Regions from separate parts of the Sus scrofa genome. Here region 1 is linked to region 2. The links are chromatin contacts, called in public HiChIP or PLAC-seq maps. All regions are on one chromosome and are shown on one strand. The core of a region is the stretch at or near the end of the contact, and the rest is flanking DNA. Distances in the headings are between cores, read along the strand shown.

Region 1 (3,254 bases), core at 507-3,006, 45 kb after region 2:
GAAACAAAACAGCTAGGATAGCTTCATGAAACACTGGGGAGTACAACCTTTAGAGCTAAGGAGATTTGGTATGGAGCTTCAGTTTTGGGAAGATGACCAGGATAAAAGGGAATCTTTATAAATTGATATGGGGAGGATTTTATCCATTTGGGATTCTTATTACCTGTTTTAAGCTGCCTATAGAACAAATAGTATCCAAACTCTAAATGCATTAATTTTCTTCCTTTTACAAAATTAAGAAAACCCAACATTCCTCCCTGTAGTTTGCTCCCACAAAGAAGTAGAGATTGCAGAAGTTATTTCTAGTGAGAGAAGGACAGCAAGGAGAAAAATGTCTTTTGCCTAAAAGATTTTAGATCTGTAAGGAATCTTAGAAATAATTAAGTATAACATATATTTAGTTTAACTACTTGCTTTGAAGATGAGTAGGAGGCCCAGACACTCTCCCAAGTTCACAAGGTGAATAGCTCAATTGAGTAAAAAGGTACCACTTAATAAAACCAAGGTCTCTCTTGTACATCTATACAATCCAGTTCCCTAGTTTTTAACAGTAGGGAGAGGGGTGGCAACTACAGAGTGGAATAGTAGTAAAATCAAGCACATTGTGCTAAGAGCATACACGCTACTCTCCTTGACATGCTGAATATTGTTCTTGGGTCTTTTTGAGTCCAAACATTCCTCTCCCATTTAAGTGTCTTGTACCCCTTCAAAGGTGCCCCTTCAGCTGATTCACGCTTCTCTTATGGTGTATTTGAGTCTTGGGCGAAAAATAAGTACAGCCTATTGTGGGTTTGAGATACTTTAGGTCACTGGTTCATTTCTATGCAAAAAGAAATTTTAGGAAGTGGAGAGGGGGAAGGTTGCAGAGATTCCTAAATGACCAGAATACTTGACCCTGATTTTTTCCCAAGATGCAAATGTCTTAGATATTTAAGCTCCTCTGAGGATGATATAACCAAAATACGTCCACACAAGCAGGGTTACTTTAGAGGAGAAGGAGGTAAAAAGAGAGGGAATATCACGTTTTGTCAATAGGAGGAAAAAGTTGTTATGCAGGAATTCATCAAATATTAAGAAATTTTCCTAAAGAGATGATTAGGGGGAAAAAAAAGAATCTTCCTATCAATTCTCAACGCAAATGAATTAGAGAAAAACGCAGCCAAATAAACAGAAGTACTTACCCCTCTCCCAAAGGAAGGTGAGGTCTTATTAAGATAGCCAGTACCATGCAAAATGTTTTGAGAGTGCCAGCTGAGAAGTGGTACAGATATGGGAAACGTTAGCATTTACTTTTATTAGTGTGGTGACGCAAGAATTATCAGTGCAGTCTTTGCTTTGTGTCCAGACGTGGCGACTCCACAAGCTGCAGGTAGAAGAGCTGGCCAGGGAGAGGGGAGCTAGAACGCAGTTCTGCCACCCACACTCGCAGGGTCTGTTTTGCCTCCGAGGCTGCATTGCAGTGGGTTGTGAACATTCGTGTGTACCAAAGCTTAGAGGGCATTTCTGTAGCAGGAAGGACTCGAAGGGCACAGAGGAACATGATCTCATTTAAGGCATGTGATTCTGAGGCGCTCAGGGTCCAACATAATTTGGGTAGCACGGCGAACTGCCGAAACAGCTGGCTGGCTAGTGGCCACCGCAGCGGCTGCAAGGTTTCCTCCCCTCCAGCAAGAGCCGCTAGGCGCGAGTCGCGTGGAAGGGGCCGCTCTCGCCCGCCACTCATCTCTGTGGTTCCTCCCCCAGCCCTCGGCCGCTGGTGGGAGGGGAGGACGCCGGCGGCACGCGTGCGCACTCCCTCGGTGCAGCTAGTCTGCGTGCGTGCGTGAGTGGGAGGTGACAGGCCTCAGCCTCTGGCCTTCTCCGCTGACTGCTCCTACGCGACGTCTCTAACCATGAACCGGTTTGGTACCCGGTTAATGGGGGCCGCGGCGACCCCGCCACCGCCGCCGAAAGCCCGCAGCAATGAAAACCTCGACAAAATTGATATGTCTTTGGGTGAGGAGCCGAGTCGGACCTTGTTGGAGCGGGAGGAGGTGTGGGTGGATCCAAGTACCGCGGTTGGTGGGGGAAGGGGCGGTCGGCCGCAGTTGTAGATCGAGTTTTCTTGCGGGTGGGCGGAACCAAGGAAGGGCTGATGGGGAACCCGGCGAGCGTTCGCTGGTGTTGGGGTCGGGCCTGAGGGCCTGGGGGTGGAGTGTCCCTTCGGCGGAGATGTGTCTGAAGGGGGCGGGGGCGCTTCGGGCCCGGAGCTTGGGAACGTCGAGGGGGGCGGACCCTCTTCGCCCCGGCGGGGCGCTACCACTCGCGGGTGACCCCGGCTCTTTGTGAGGGAAACCGGCAGGTTTCACCTCAGGCTTGTGCACTGTGGGCATTAGCGGGGGGGCGAAGGCAGGGGTCCGACGGAGCCATCCTTTCTGAGGAAAGCTCCTCGAGAGCCCGGCTGATTCGGTTAAATCCGTGCTTCCAGCGATGGGCTGGTTGGGCGTTTTCTGCGCCCGGGCCTACGGCCTGGCGCCAAATAGAAGCGTAAAGACGCCCCGAGATTTGGCCGTTTCTGACGGGCGCTTTGACGGAAAGGAACGATCGTTAGGAAGGCCTTCAGGTGGGGTATTAGGTAGTGCCTAGAAGAGCGCATTCTCCCCAGCCAGGCCTCCAAGTTAGCACGTTAGCGCAGAACGAAACGAAAACCAGGGTTGGGGAAACCAGATAAAGCGTAGAATCTAGAAAAGTGGGGTGGTTTGGTGGTGATTAGGTGAAAAGTAGGAAGACTGGCGATTCAATTAAAAATTTAGACCTAACACTATTGAGGCATCGGTCTTCTGTGTTTGCTTACTTGGTTTTAAAGTAATTCCGTTTTTGTCGGAATTTAGGTTATGGATTTGATGTATTAGCTTTGCCTGCCCTTTCTGTGGCCTCCAGTTTGTCGGTTTGTCGGATATTTGAAAAGTACCCGGCTTTTCCAAGGGCGGTATTTTTCTTTTCTTTTCTTTTGTGGTTTTTCTGCATAGTTCTTGGTCAAAAGTCAAGAACTCTTGGTTTCTATGATTGCCACAAGTTAGAACCCAATGTGTAAATCAAGCAAATCATCAGAAATCATAGGTTTGACCTTAAGTCTTGCCTATTCCTAAAGACCTCCGAAGAAATGAGAAATCTATTGAACTAAGGTCAAGAAAAAAATATAATACGAGAAGTTCCCGTCGTGGCTCAGTGGTTAACGAACCCGACTAGCATCCACTAGGACGCGGGTTCGATTC
Region 2 (3,456 bases), core at 420-2,919:
CCTGGGAAAATATGTGTAAAAACTGTTTCTGGGAGTTCCCTTCATAGCTCAGCAGAAACGAATCTGACGAGCATCTATGAGGACACAAGTTTGATCCCTGGCCTTGCTCAGTGGGTTAAGGATCTTGCGTTGCCATGTGCTGTGGTGTAGGCTGCAGACTTGACTCGGATTTGGTGCTGCTGTGGCTATGGTGTAGGCCGGCGGCTACAGCTCCACTCGACCTCTAGCCTGGGAACCTCCATATGCCTTGGGTGTGGCCCTAGAAAGACAAAAAAAAAAAAATTGTATTTCTGAACAGGAAAGAAACCCAGCCACCACAGCCTGAGTTGAATGGATTCTCCAGACTGGTATAAACAGGAAGTCAGAGCCTCCTGCAATAAGAGATGTATTTGTCATCATGTTACAGTGGAGAACTATAGATACAATTCTCCTCTGTAAGAAAATTACTCTTGGTTCCACTCATGGGGGAAGAGCTTATACTCCTGAACTGTTTGCTGGGTTTTCCATCTCCTCATTTTTGGTTGCACTGATTGGAAGCTGAAGAAATCTATGATTTTCAGTAATGGATTAACCCATTAACCATGGGTTAACCTGATTTAACACAACTGCCTTCCAAGAGCCCCTCCACTTCTCTAGGCAGATGTTCACAACAAGAGTCTGTCATTCCATTAAGCAAGTTAGCACTGGTAGGAAAGAAAATAAAGCTCTACTTTGTAAACTTGATTTTTCCTCCCTTTTTCATTTTTCCACCCAGGGACTCTTTGTCCTTTTTTCTTAGCATTATAATAATGCTTCTTTTTAAACACTTTGAAACAATGTCAGTTGTGTTATGGGACACAAGAGAAGAGGATTTTAATTTCATGTAGGTATAGGCTAGCTCTAGGCTATCAGCAAGAGGAATGAAAGTGAGAATCTGAGAGAAAGGTGCCACTGAGGAAGAAGCATCAGGGTGACATCAACAGCCAGCCCACACCACTGGAACACTTCCTTTCAGTGTTCTTTTTTGTTTAAATTTTATTTTATTTTATTTTTTTGTCATTTTAGGGCCAAACCCGTGGCATATGGAAGTTCCCAGGCCAGGGGTCTAATTGGAGCTGCAGATGCTGGCCTATACCACAGCCACAGCAACACAGGATCAGAGTTGCATCTGTGACCTATACCACAGCTCACAGCAACGTCAGATCCCTAACCCACTGAGCAGGCCAGGGCTTGAACCCACGTCCTCATGGATACTAGTTGGGTTCATTACCACTGAGCCACAATGGGAACTTCTCTGCTTAAATTTTAAATGGGTTTTGTTTTTAGCAGGAGAAGTTATCCTTTACAACAGGTGACAACATTCCATAAAGAACCCTATAACATTCCTTACTTAGGAAAAGCTTCTCGGACTATGATTCATAATTGCAAGAAACAGCTAATGAAGGCTCCCTTGAAACAAAGTGTTAATTCGTACCTTCGATTTCAAATTCATCAACTTCATCAGCAGAACCAGAGTCAGAGAACTGTGCTGAATCACGTGAACTGAACTGGGAGCTGCTGGAAGTGACGCGAAAGCCTGTTATGTTAAAAAAAAAAAAAAAAGAAGGTAATAAACAGGACAGAAAGAGGTCTCCTACTCTTTCCAGGGTCAAAACAAAAGGGACCTGGTATCATTTTCACAGAGAAGGAAACAGGATACTTGGCTGGGAGTTACAGTGGGGAAATAGAAACTAGCTCTTCTGGCTAGAGCCTCTTCTCGTTTGATCCTTATGCAAGTTTCATATAAACAGAAAGTATTTCTGGGAAGTGGGAAGTATCTCTGGGAAATGAATCTGGGACCAGTGGCCTTAGTTCTCCTCCTATCAGAAATCTAGTTTTTGGCAGATATTTCTGAGGTAGGAAATAAATTCGAGCTCTAGGACTCCGGTCTGGTAGACAACAAAAAAAATTAGAACACAGAAAATCTTTCTAAGGAACTCTTGGCTTGGGTATAGCATCTCATATGAAGACAAAAAAGAAAGCCCACAAGGTACCAAGTCTTATCCTGAAGCCCTGAAGAAGCGACCCCACTCACTTCCGTGCTCAGTCTCCTGGTACACAGGGAGCAGATTCTTGGTGCGGATCTCCTGGCGACGAAGGCGGATCTTCTGCTTCAGTTCCTGGATCTCCCTGTCACTGTCCTCCTCCCCTTCCTCCTCCTCTAGGCACTGGCTCATCATGTTGCACTTCATCAGCTCAATGGCAGCAATCAAAGACTCTGAGATACTGAAGTGGGCATTCTCCTGGGGAAAGAGAGCACGAAAAAGGGGCGCCTGACCAATTGTACTGTTGCAAAGTGGCTTCCAAGATGTGCACTGCTGTTACTTGAAACACCCAGTGCAAAGGCACACTTCTGCCATAAGGAAAAGTGATGGCCAGAAAACCTATTCTACATTCTCTCTGCTCTTCTATCTGCCCACACCTGGCCATCATGTCCCACTTTCCATAAAAAATATGACAGCAAAGATGTCAAATCTTTCCTAAAGCCATACACTTTAGAGAAAGTGCTAAGGTAAATGTGACATGCTTTATAAGCTTGAAAATGCTACAGGGACATTATTTATTACATATCTGAGCCTTAGAACAAAATATAGAAGCTGATTCTAGAGAAAGTCTTCAGCTAAGCTTCCAGGATCAAGAAATCAATAATCATGCGACTAAAATTTAATGTTCCTCTGATCAAAGTAGTTTTTAAGACAATAATGTAGTATTTTGGGTCTCAAGGAGGTACACAGACTCCCCGAAGAGGTTTTCAGAGATGGAACTTGTTGAGCTTATCTTTACTGTGACTTATCTTTACCTGAAGTCTACACCCAAGGTTCCTGCAGTGCACCCAAAACCTCTTTATAACAGCAGCAGCAGAGTGCCTCGGGCCAGATTTCCCAACTCCTGGGCTTTTCAGGTGCTCCTTAGAGTCCTCACCTTTTCAAGGTCTGCACAGCTGCCAAAGTCTTGCTCAGAGAGGTAGCTGATGAGGGACTGTCCTTCTGATGGTCTTCTGAACATGCCTTCCCCCGAGCCCAGGTACTGACTGCCCTCTGAGGGAAAAGGGAACGTGGATATAAAAAGCCCTGATGTGAAAAGCAAATCTTCTTTACAGCCAAGCCTCTCTGAAAAGCCTGATGATTTTAACACCAAAGATGCTCCCGGGTCCTTCCAGATAACAGGTTGGAAAGGTGTGTATTTTCTAAAGGAATTTCTCTGAATCTCAGAATCCCAGAACACTAAGCCCCTAAGTTTAGAGAATGGTAGAATAAATGGAAGAGAGCCTGGAGACAATCCTTTGACCACCAAAATTTAAAGATGACATACTTGTCCTCCTACCCCACAAAAACAAAAATAAACAACCTGTGCTGAGAGTCAGACAAAGAAACAAACGGCTTCATCCCGTGGATGATGTCCACGTGGAGCTTATCTTCTGGTAATTAAGCCCAGTCA

What was found. HiChIP or PLAC-seq counts read pairs in DNA pulled down with a chosen protein or histone mark.
Region 1: an H3K27ac HiChIP or PLAC-seq map of alveolar macrophages shows a contact between it and region 2. The contact joins the promoter of FYTTD1 here to the enhancer-like site in region 2. A contact is called at or near these places in 1 of 5 promoter capture datasets (liver), 26 of 47 Hi-C or Micro-C datasets (adipocytes, alveolar macrophages, blood and 14 more) and 2 of 2 datasets of contacts at active chromatin or transcription factors (alveolar macrophages and skeletal muscle).

What each region holds. Positions count from the first base shown.
Region 1 is chr13:134,361,890-134,365,143 of Sscrofa11.1, forward strand. FYTTD1 (UAP56-interacting factor) reads left to right here and starts at 1,757. Exons shown (of 9, transcript XM_003358772.4): 1 at 1,757-1,995. The coding sequence starts at 1,893. It also overlaps a transcript of RUBCN not described here.
Region 2 is chr13:134,316,877-134,320,332 of Sscrofa11.1, forward strand. It overlaps RUBCN (run domain Beclin-1 interacting and cystein-rich containing protein), which reads right to left. Exons shown (of 20, transcript NM_001244715.1): 9 at 2,941-3,056; 10 at 2,054-2,261; 11 at 1,454-1,555. Among named protein-coding and RNA genes, the nearest start is that of RUBCN, 35 kb to the right of the region's middle. Within about 2 kb of position 1,670, at least 4 of the 83 cell types and tissues checked have an H3K27ac peak or open chromatin away from gene starts, as enhancers often do. A contact at or near this core is called in alveolar macrophages and subcutaneous adipose tissue, where this site is marked.